Regions from separate parts of the Mus musculus genome. Here region 1 is linked to region 2. The links are chromatin contacts, called in public Hi-C maps. All regions are on one chromosome and are shown on one strand. The core of a region is the stretch at or near the end of the contact, and the rest is flanking DNA. Distances in the headings are between cores, read along the strand shown.

Evidence for each region. A called contact is a pair of places that touch in the nucleus more often than the background predicts.
Region 1: a contact with region 2 is called in a Hi-C map of adipose-derived mesenchymal stem cells, with 2.6 times the contacts expected there. The contact joins two enhancer-like sites. A contact is called at or near these places in 2 of 484 Hi-C or Micro-C datasets (adipose-derived mesenchymal stem cells and cerebral cortex).

The regions. Positions count from the first base shown.
Region 1 is chr2:108,824,608-108,830,701 of GRCm38.p6, reverse strand. No RefSeq gene overlaps it. Among named protein-coding and RNA genes, the nearest start is that of Gm39905, 53 kb to the left of the region's middle. Within about 2 kb of position 2,936, at least 119 of the 459 cell types and tissues checked have an H3K27ac peak or open chromatin away from gene starts, as enhancers often do. A contact at or near this core is called in adipose-derived mesenchymal stem cells, where this site is marked.
Region 2 is chr2:108,589,611-108,595,801 of GRCm38.p6, reverse strand. No RefSeq gene overlaps it. Among named protein-coding and RNA genes, the nearest start is that of Gm39905, 290 kb to the left of the region's middle. Within about 2 kb of position 1,986, at least 18 of the 459 cell types and tissues checked have an H3K27ac peak or open chromatin away from gene starts, as enhancers often do. A contact at or near this core is called in adipose-derived mesenchymal stem cells, where this site is marked.

The sequences.
Region 1 (6,094 bases), core at 1,687-4,186, 230 kb before region 2:
ATCCTCTTGTGCTAGACCAAGGAAATGGAACTTGACTATTGTTTACCTCCTGGGGCTGTCACAGACAACTCTAGAATAATTGAGATGCATAACTTCTATGAATACATGTTTGCATTTTTAAAATATTTTTTATTACATATTACGTGTTTTCCTCAATTACATTTCCAATGCTATGCCAAAAGTCCCCCATAACCTCCTCCCCACTCCCCTACCCACCCATTCCCACTTTTTGGCCCTAGCGTTCCCCTGTACTGGGGCATATAAAGTTTGCTTGTGCAATGGGCCTCTCTTTCCAATGATGGCCTACTAGGCCATCTTTTGATACATATGCAGCTAGAGTCAAGAGCTCCAGGGTACTGGTTAGTTCATAATGTTGTTGCACCTACCGGGTTGCAGATCTCTTTAGCTCCTTGGATACTTTCTCTAGCTCCTCCATTGGGGGCCCTGTGATCCATCCAATAGCTGACTGTGAGCATCCACTTATGTGTTTGCTAGGACCTGGCCTAGTCTCACAAGAGACTGCTATATCAGGGTCCTTTCAGCAAACACTTGCTAGTATATGCAATGGTGTCATCGTTTGGAGGTTAATTATGGGATGGATCCCTGGATATGGCAGTCTCTAGATGGTCCATCTTTTTGTCTCAGCTCCAAACTTTGTCTCTGTAACTCCTTCCATGGGTGATTGTTTCCAATTCTAAGAAGGGGCAAAGTGTCCACACTTTGGTCTTCGTTCTTCTTCAGTTTTATGTGTTTTACAAATTGTCTCTTATATCTTGGGTATACTAAGTTTCTGGGCTAATATCCACTTATCAGTGAGTACATATCATTTGAGTTCTTTTGTGATTGTGTTGCCTCAGTCAGGATGATGCCCTCCAGGTCCAACCATTTGCCTAGGAATTTCATAAATTCATTCTTTTTAATAGCTGAGTAGTACTCCATTGTGTAAATGTACCACATTGTGCTGTAAGATCGAGAATTGACAAATGGGACCTCATGAAACTGCAAAGCTTCTGCAAGGCAAAAGACACCATCAATAAGACAAAAAGACCACCAACAGATTGGGAAAGGATCTTTACCTATCCTAAATCAGATAGGGGACTAATATCCAATATATATAAAGAACTCAAGAAGGTAGACTCCAGAAAATCAAATAACCCCATTAAAAAATGGGGCTCAGAGCTAAACAAAAAATTCTCACCTGAGGAATACCTAATGGCTGAGAAGCGTCTGAAAAAATGCTCAGCATTCTTAATCATCAGAGAAATGCAAATCAAAACAACCCTGAGATTCCACCTCACACCAGTCAGAATGGCTAAGATCAAAAATTCAGGTGACAACAGATGCTGGCGAGGATGTGGAGAAAGAGGAACACTCCTTCATTGTTGGTGGGATTGTAAGCTTGTACAACCACTCTGGAAATCAGTCTGGCAGTTCCTCAGAAAATTGGACATAGTACTACCAGAGGATCCCGCAATACCTCTCCTGGGCATATACACAGAAGATGTCCCAACCGGTAAGAAGGACACATGCTCCACTATGTTCATAGCAGCCTTATTTATAATAGCAAGAAGCTGGAAAGAACCCAGATGCCCCTCAACAGAGGAATGTTTGCATTTTTTAAATGAATGTAAGAATCAATCCATGAGTGATATATAATCAATAAAAACATTTTTGGGCCTTCAACATATTAGACCCCTCAGCATCTTAAATGAACTGATTAGTTTTCTGTGATCTCAAGCAGAGCGGATCATACCATACATCTTTGTAAAACTTCTCTATAAATGAAAAAAAAAAGTATTTGTTCAAAAGAATAGCCTTTGTTTCTTTTGGGCCTCATCTAAGGAAAAACTGTCTTCGTTGTATGTGACTTTTATCTTAGCAGGGAAGGAAGAAGCTGTTGCACACTGTGTCCCACGTTCCCTCTTTAACTGAACAATGTAGTCAGTGTGAAGAACTGTGCCCTTAAACTGGGAAATGAAGCTCCAGAAATATGAAAAACTTAGTATCTCCTTCTACCATTCTAGTGGCTACTTTTTATTTCAATGTGATATTCTCTCCAGAAACAAGTACTGAGCCACATGTGTTTTAACGTTAACACTGAAAACAAACCTGAGCTATTATAGACCTCTGGCCTCTTATACAATGAATGCCATTTTTTGCTGCCAACCAGGAAAATTATTCCTGTGATCAACCTTGAGGGAGTTTAGCCCGTGCTAATTATTGAACTTAGGGGAGGGCAAGGAGTTAAATATCCATCCAGGAGATCATGGGTTACTAGAAATAAAGAATTCTGTGGCTATTACTTATTCCCCAAAGCCATCCAGCTCATTCTGAGGGCTTTTTTTTTTTCTTGTTCAGTTTGCACTCCAAATTATTTCCAAAGAGCTAAATATAGCTCTTTAGACTTACCAAGATGTGACTTCTTGAAAGTTGATTTGGAAATGTCTGTCACAGGAGCTGTCAGAGTGACCAGAGCAGACGTGTGACTTTATTTCATACAGAAGTGCCTGGTGGGAAAACCAAGTGATGTTTTATTTCAAAGGATTTCATCAGGGCAGTGTAAGCTGTGATGTCTCAGAATATTACATTGCTTTTTTTCCTCTTATCTCTCAGGTGCTCTCATTATTGCAAGAACAAACTAATGAAATCACAATCAATTCAACTAAGCAGTTACACAAAGAACAAAACAAAGGAAAGTGTGTGTTTAGGAGTTCTGGAACAAGAGTAAAGTTCTTATTTTCAAAAGTCCAGTGAGAGGAACAGATGAGAGGAAGACAGAAAGCTTTGCCCTCCCTCTCTCTTTCTTGTGTCTGTGATAAAAAGCTCTGGGGCCTCCTGTCTTTGTGACCTTAGTTCTTTGGAGAGGGCTAGGGGCGTGCAGGCCTGGCTCAAGCTTGCCTTTAGTCAGTGATCTGTGAATAGCTCTTGGTCCCTGAATGACGTGAGTGCAGGCTCCAAAGGGAACCAGTGACTCAGAGCACAGGAGGCACTGAGATTGCCTGAACAGCCATTAGCACGTCATTGGTAATCCCAGCGACACCTTTCACATCCGCGGTATTTGTCTCCATGCTCTCCGTGGAAGGCTGTGAGAATGTTTTATTTAAAGGCTCTGGGCTGCCTTCTGCCTGACGGATTGCTTGTCTGCAGGGCTTACTAACACTTGCACATCTTTCAAGAGGAGAGAGAAGGGGGGTGGGGGATGCGGAATTCCTAGCATAGTTATAGGCCATTTCTGTGAACGCAGGGGATGCTTCTGGCACATTGGAGCTTCATGGTGAATTAAAACTGTATTCCTGGCCCTTTCATCGCATGACAAACAGAAGAAAGGACTCAGTCATTATTGTACAGAGTAAAATCTGCTTAATTCCATAAACATCTGTTAAACATCTAGCAAGGCGTTACAGTAAAAGAGTGGTTAAGAGCACATTTTGTGGTGTCTGATGAGGCTTGATGTAAACACCAGTTCAGCTGAACTCTGCTTGCATGACTTTTTGAGCATTATTTACAGTTCCTGAGCTGCTGTTACTCTATCAACCAAAAGGAAATCATAATCTTCTCAAAGGCTTGAGGCAGAGATTAAAGGATCCAGGCAATACATTACCACCTGACAAATAATAAGTACCAAGTACCAAGTTCATTTCTACCAGGTTAGATGTTGGGCTACCAGACCACATGAGATACCTCTTTCCCTTGGAGAAGCTCACCCTGCAGGGTGCGGCACAGGTGAGGAAATTATCAACGGTGATATTTGCTCTCGGTGTTAGCACGGTGGGTCGAGAACGTTAACATGTGCCACTTGGGCATCTACTAAATGTAGATTTTGATTCAATTAATCTACGGCAGGGCACAAGACTGCATTTCTGACAAATATTTAAGTTTTGATGCAGGTCCAAGGATTATGCTCTGAGACAAGAAGCTAAAACCTGGGGTAATATCTACAGTATAGGCTGAGTGAATAACAGACAGCGGAACACAATTGTTCAATACCAATTTTTCTCTCTCTGTGTTATGTGTGTGTGGGGGTGGGGGGTGTTGTGTACTCTATGCCTTTGCATGCAGTTCTTACTGCCAGCTGACTAGAGCTTCACTGGAATTCAACAGCAAATGCAAATGTAGAAAGATAAACTGTCAATGTAGTGTATTTGATCAGTGCAACCTTTAGAAAAGGTAAGCTTGGGCTACCCTTTCCATACTGTGATGGACATAAGTGGTCACCTAGAAAGGGCAAGGAAAGGCACAGAAACGTGTGCTGCTTTTGCAGCATGTATAAAATTGTTGGTTAATATATTTCTAAGGCTAGAGAATGTGCAACAGGAGTTAAATATAGTTATTGAACATTTGCCACATTTATGAACTTCAGAAATGTTAAGAGAACATTTTTATTTTTTCCTTCTCACACGGGAGGCTTTGGAAATGTGTACAATTAGCATGAATTATCAACCCCAGTGGGTGGGGAGTTCCATGTGTGCCTCCTACGATTTCTTACGAGTGTAACTCCTGCAAGCATCAAGCAAACACAGCTCTGGCTGCTTTCCTTTTGACAACCAAAGTTTCACTCCAAGCGATGCTGGAGGTCTTAGTCATAGCTGTTTCAGAATCAGAGTGTTTCATTTCTCACCCAAACCAATCTTCAAATTTATGTTTGGGGAGCTGACACTTTTAGGGTGGGTCTTCTGGGTCATCTGAATTTCTTCTATTTATGCATACTATTCCCGGACTCAGATCACATGGATTTTCCTTTCCCCAGTTTTAACCAACTGAATTTTAAAAGAGTTTATGATTCATTGTTCTTGTCTCTGCAATTTTCGTCCCACACTATGTTCTTTTTGTCTAAACCATATTGTCCAGTTACCAGTGTATACCTACATGGTTTTAGAGGCCAGAGACTTATGTGTTCTCTTCCTATTACATGGTCTGTCGCCATCATCACTGTAGGGCGCATATACCCAACAACTCACCTTTTGGTAGACCTTGCTTTGGAGTTGAACATTCTTGGGTTTAAATACTGCCTCTATCACTCAGCAGCTCAAACTTGGAGCAAATGTTAGCAGCAACAACACATGTACTCTAACAATAAACAAATACTTAGCTCCCAATATATGGAAGAACATTTTGCATATTTGACGTAGACTTTATATTCAGCCATGAGTATAATCCTTTGAAAGTTGTGCAATATTTTTATTGCTCAAAGCCTTAACTTCTTCATCTAAAAATTGAAGAAAGCAAACATTTCAGCAGTAGCTTTTCTTCTGTATATACACACACCACACACACATTTGGACAGGCTAAGCATCTCAAAACACCGTAAAAAACGGCTTGTGCTTCTCTTTCCCTGTTTTAGTCATTCACTTCACTACCTACCTACTCACTGAAGCCACACCTAAAAAGATCCTAGTGCAAAGTTTCCCCTTAGCATCCATGTTACTCTGATTTAGGTACTTTGCCAGACACTCATGTGTACCTGATTGTTACTAGAGTAACAATGATATCATAACAATGATTTAATTTCTGGTCTCGATAAAACATTAAATACTTATGTGAACCTGAAGGGTATTTAACATTTTTCTGATGTGTAAACTGATGTACATGATGACTAAATATCTGAGGTAGATTCTCAGCTTGGCTATAATGCTATGTAAGGCTCTGTTTCTAACCTAGCACTCTACCCTATATTCTGTACTCTCTTCATGGCTTCCTAATTCATTTCCTTTTTTTCAATTATCATTTCTGTTTCTTGGAATTATTGCCACCATCACTTAGTTAGTTTAATTCCTTCCAACTACCCACCTCTTTTAAATTGTCTCCCAAGTGGCCACCTACAACAATGGGCCACACATTTCTTCATCCATCCTTAGGTTATATTCTTCTGATGATCATGGTTTGTCACCGATTAATGTCCAAGTTTCAAGGTCATCTGTCACGTGGTCTCTGGCTTTCTACTCTCCTCATTTGTAATTTCTAAGTGAATTGGGACTTACCAGCATTTGCACGATTGGCACTTCAGAAAGTTGAATGAAGGGGGATAATAGGAACGGAAAGAGGTATATAAATAAAGGAAAGCTAAGATAAGATATTAAAAATGGCTGGCCAGAGA
Region 2 (6,191 bases), core at 737-3,236:
TCCCTAAAACAGACCTATATTATGCTAGCAAACAGCCTGTCCTGCATTCTCAATAAACAACTCACTTTCTTTAAGGAATTAAAAAAAAAAAAAAAAAAAAACTTGATTACCATACTACTTCTGTAAGTAGGGATTGTTCTTTAATTAAATCAGCAGATTTTTTTAAATTTATAAACATAATTGGAAATATTAAAAAGTAATATTAGCAACTAATTATTAGTGATTAAATAATGAAACTACTGATTAAGTAATTAATTGTTTTCCTTCCATTAAGCAGTTGAAAAGGAAGCATGATGATCTGCATAAATTTGAATATTTGTAATGATACTGAGAACCTCTAATCTTCCTGCCTCCTGGGTCTCCAGTTAGGATTCACTGTATTACATTGTCTAGAATCACCTTGTTTCCAGTTCTTGCTCTAGGATGCAGTTGGAAGAAGACATACTCCAGTGTGGTGCCCAAGATCCATGCCCCCTGGTGTTCATCCCCTTTTCCTTTTGATTTGGTAGTCTTTTCCTTTTGATTGTGGAGATCATGGCTTAGTTTTATCTTCTGTGGCTGTGATAAAACACTCTTAGAAGAACAACTTTAAAAAATAAAGTTTATTTATTTTATTTTGGTTTTAAATTCTAAGATATAGTCCATCATTTCAGGGAAGTCAAGGATGGAGCTGAAAGCAGCTGGATATCTCTCTAATCAGCAGCTGACTAGGAAGACGCACACACCCACAGTCAAAGAGTGGAGAAACTTACAGACTCTTGAAGAAGAAACGGAGGAAAGTTTGCAGATCACTAAGGGAATAAGAACTCCATAGGAAGACCAACAGATTCAACTAACCTGGACCCTTGAGGCTCTTAGAGACTGAACCACCAACCAAAAAGCAGAAATGGGCTGGACCTAGGCCTCCCCGCACACATGTAGCAGATATGCAGCTTAGCTTCATGTGGCTTCTGTACAAATTGAGTGAGGAACTGTCCTAAAAGTTGCCTCCTGAATGTGGGATGTTCTTCTAGTGGGGCCTCAGTGGGAGAGAAAGCACCTAATCTCACGGAGAATTTATGTTCCAGGGTGGGGAGATACCTAGAGGGGGCCCACCTGCTCAAAGGAGAAGGGGAAGGGAGAATTGGGGAAGGATGGAAGATTGTGTGAGGAGGTGACAGGGAGGGAGCAGTGAATGAGATATAAAGTGAAAAGGTGAGAGAGAAAGAGGGGAGGAGGGGGGGAGGGGAGGGGAGGAGAGGAAAGGAGAGGAGAGGAGAGGAGAGGAGAGGAGAGGAGAGGAGAGGAGAGGAGAGGAGAGGAGAGGAGAGGAGAGGAGAGGAGAGGAGTATACTAGCTTTCCAGTGCTAGGTTTATTGTCTTCTTTTGCATGTTATCTAGGACCCAAATCCACAAATTAATTACTACCCACTTTTGGCCTAGATCTCCCCATTTCAGTTAACATAATCAAAATGATGTTCATATGCCATGCTAATCTAGACACACCTTCACTGAGACTGTCTTCCCAGGCAGGTGTTTCTGTTTAATAGATAAAATTGACAATAAAAATTAACTATTGGGGAAGATGACATCTTTCTAACTAAGATCATGTAGCAAAGTTATAAATATATATGTATATATTATATATTTGCGGTCACATTCTGTAAGATTATTCTTTTATATTTATGAACAATCAGTTGCCAAATGTAACACTGCAGTGTAGAGGGGTTCCCATGATCAAAGATAAAGGGCATTTTCCTGCTGACAGTCAACAAAAAAATCTGAGGCCTCTCATCAACAGCCTACAAAGGACTAAGTTCTACGACTACTAATAGAACTCCTAGATGGATTACAGCTCTGGCTGATAATTTATTGGCTAGTGAAATCCAGAATACCCAAATAACTTTTCCTGGATATTCAAATATGCCAACAACCATGTTCTGTCTTACATGAAATAGGGTGGATACAACACAATTCTGGTTATGAGTTTCTTAAGCCTTGAGGTCCAGAAGAGTAAAGCATGAACAATAGACTGTGGTAGACCACAATGTGATAAAACACAGAAGTATCTTTGTGTGGTTAAGTGTGGAAATCTGAGTGACTCATTTTGGTGGTTTTTCTATGGATAGTGTGGGCTAAATGACAGGGAAAGTTTCACAAATAAGCAGCAATCGAGCTAGAACTTGGAGAAAGGCAATAGAAAAAAACTTCCTAGAAGCGTACTGACACATTTAAATCAATATCACCAATCGCTTTTTTCCACTCCTTGTCCCACCATCAATTTGAAGTCATCCATTGAAGTTTAAAAATGTTTGACCTAAGCTGAAATGCCCAACAGTGGGGAGATGGATTTTGAAAAGAATACCTTCAGTAGGTAGACATGGCCCCCCAGTGGAGGGATGGGGTCACCAACCCACCTCCAAAAATTTTGGCCCAGAATGGTTCCTGTTTAAAAGAAATGCAGGGACAAAAATGGAGCAGAGCCTGAAGGAAAAGCCATCCAGTGACAGGCTCAAATTGGTATTCATGCCATGGACAGGGACCAAACCCTGACACTATTACTGATACAATGTTGTGTTTGCAGACAGGAGTTCAGCATTGCTGTCCTCTGAGAGGTTCTACCAGCAGCAGTCTGAGACAGATGCAGATACTCACAGCCAACCATTGGACTGAGGTCAGGGACCCCTGTAGAAGAGTTAGGGGAATAACTGAAGGAACTGAAGGGGATGGCAACTCCATAGAAAGACCAGCAGTATTAACTAACCCAGAACCCTCAGGGCTCTCAGAGACTGAGCCACAACCAAAGAGCATACATGAGTTGGTCTGTGACTCTAGGCACATATATAGCAGATGACTGCATGATCTAGCTTCAGTGGGAGAGGATGCCTCTAATCCTGTAGAGAATTGATGCCTCAGGGAAGGTGGATGCTGGGAGGGGTGAGGTAGGGGGTTGAGGGTGGGGGAGCATCATCTCCACAGGAGATATGGGGTGAAAAACTCTGGGAATAGAGACTGGAAAAGTGGGTAACATTTGGAATGTAAATAAAGTAATTGAAAAATAAAATTATAAAAACCTTTAAAAAGTTTAGAAGATGTTACAACATGGCTACCAGACTAGATGCATGATTGGGAATCAATATCTGAGAAGGAAAGTTCAATATATATTTATAACGATTTATTTGCCATACAAGAAAGATGAACATTTCTCTAGGATTTCATACAAATATGACAGAACTGCTTGTCAAGTATAAGTATATTAATTGGATTCAAAAGACTATGAAAACCCCTAAACAAAACCAGGTCCAATATGCCCTATCATTTGGGAATACATTATAGAGCATCTAATTACACATGTATATATTCAGTTCATAAAATGTTAAAATTATATTGGTATTTTGTTGGTTGTAATAAGATGAGCTTTAATCTTGCATTTGGTATCTGAATAATCTAGCAAAAACTGGAATCTGTAAAGTAATGATAAAAAGTTATCACAAAATACTAGAATAAAGCCATGCAGGTTGCCATGACAATAATCAAAATGATGACCTTAAACTAATCAGGGAAGAAAAATAATTGAAAGGCGATTAGGTCACATGATATGACCTACTCATGTTTGAGTGTGTGAAAACAAGTTTTTTTGAAGGACAATGCAGACAACATTCATATATGTCTACTCACTTATTAACCCAACATGTGAAGTACTACAAAATGTGGAGTACTGTGGAGAAAAAAGGCACAGATAGAAGTAATGTAAAACTACTCTTATAATTTTATCTTGCATTTAGTTTTGAATAAAGCATTTTTATTGGCTACTTATTCTGCTATTCCACAAAGCATTAGACAGAAAAACAGAACTTCTTAAATGTCTTTTCCATTGATCATATTAGAATTTTATCTTCAGGAATCTAGACCTTTAGTTGACCAAGGGTAATGAAAACAAAGACTTCTCTCCTTTATTTAGCTTTACTGTTAGTTGAAATTCAGGAACTAAAGTTTTCTTGCCCAGATAAAAAGTCTTAATTTTGAAAAAATCTCATGTAATTAATAACAAAATGATCTGAATTTTACCTTCAACACCCCCTGTTTATGACAATAATACAAGGAGTGATGGCAAGCTGTTGACCACTGATTTTGAGACATTTATTTCTATATAATCCTACTGCTGATGTTTTTTTGTAGACTCTTAGCATCTAATGACAACACACATAAACCCCTAAATATTAAGGATCCTTTATTTTGATACATATTTCTTATAAATCTTCTACAATTTGGTTTTCTCCGCTGCTACCAGCAATAGAATAAAGCTGGTATCAAAAATGTTATGTATACTATAAAATATTTAAATCAAAATATTCTAATGAAAAACATATGTAAGTCATTTTTGTGTGGTAAGAAATATTAGTTTTCTTTTTGTAACTCTGACTTAAGTGACCTATAAAAGGAGGAGGCTGAAATGTTTTCTCAGAGGCAATGTGATCTCAGTTCATGTAGCCAGTGAATTCTTCATTCTGGTTTGGAAAGTAAGTCTTCCAACTTGTGACTCAAACTTGTCTGTTGCTACCACCATATTTGGTTCTCATACTAAAAAGAAAAAATAAAATTTATTAAAGGAGATATACTATATATGTATTATTATGTTATATTTTATGTTTATATAAAATATATTATTAGAGTAGTTGTTTATATTTAGTAATACGATAATGAATTTGGCTTTTTTATTGGTAGAAATGATTGTGGAGAATTCTGAGTTTCTCCATGACATTTTTCTGCATGCATATAACACCCTTTGTTCATATCTACTCCACTCCCCACCATAACTTCACTAATTGCCCCTTCTCTTTTTAATCTCTAATTACATTATGTTGATACAAATTCATAAAATGTATAACCTAAGGCATCTGAATCTAGCAAGCAAACATTTCTTTGAGCAGAAAGAATCTGTCAATATTTGAATTTCAGAGATGACATAAGGCCAAGAAAGGCTTTTCTGGTTTTGCTTTATTTTGTTTTTAACGATTTTATTGGTGGCTTAAGCTCAATGCTGAAGCTTCTAGTTGACAAAAGTACTACTCTCTTGGATGCATTTGGGACAATTTACTGTGTGATAAAAATTGTCATTCGTAAATGCTTTCCCTGTCAACAGAGACTGCAGATTTCATTACCACTGAAATGTCTGTCTCCCGGTAAAGGTCAGAAGCATGTGGGAGAAAAAATCTCATATATCCAGCTGTCACAATACCATTCTATTTCCACAAAGCCTAGATCAGGTAGTCTTTGGGTGTTTTGCCATTTATTACCTATAGAATGAGTGTGGGCACTCAGTTATAAGAGATACCAAGATTCCAATTCTGATGTGCTTTTCATTGGTGGAAAGAGATGGGGAGAGTTTTAACTTGCACCTCATAGATGTTTACAAGAACAAAAAGAGTAGGCAGATGTGGGAAGTGAGAGACAAGAAAGGGACAAAATGTTTCTGTCCAGGTCATTTCCTGTCAACGTTTATATTCAACCCAACTTGAGAGATGACTCTTTGCAGGAACTAAATGATTAATAATGCTCCCCAACAGGATCACAAACCAAACCGAGTCATGGCAGAACGTTACAGGTTATCGTCTAGTGTAAAAGCACATGTCCTCAGAGGGCTATGATGAAAAGAAGATATTTCACAGATTCCTTTACATGACACAGGTGAAGCAATGAACAGGAGGAACAGGTCAGCATGCCTTTTCTGAAGATAGCCTCTTTGTGTTGGGATAGTTGGATTTCAGGTGATCAGACAAATAGAAAAGTATTTGGTTCCAACACAGTACTATGGAAACAATGTAATCCTGTGAGCTTTCCTCAGGTTTGTTTGTTTGTTTTTTGGTTTGGTTTGGTTTATTTTGTTTGTTTGTTTGTTTGTTTTCGAGACAGGGTTTCTCTGTGTAGCCCTGGCTGTTCTGGAACTCACTCTGTAGACAAGGCTGGCCTCAAACTCAGAAATTTGCCTGCCTCTGCCTCCCAAGTACTGGGATTAAAGGTGTGCACCACTTTTCGTCAGGTTCTTTGCTGGCAGTAGTGGGAGTCTTGGCTTTGCTGTTCACTGAATGCAGATGTGTGTGATTTGACTTTTAACATTTGCTCCATGCTCCTTATATATCATTTCTTGGGATGGAAGGTGAAGACTTTACCAGATGGACATAACATTAAAGTATCAGCTAACTTGGGGCCAT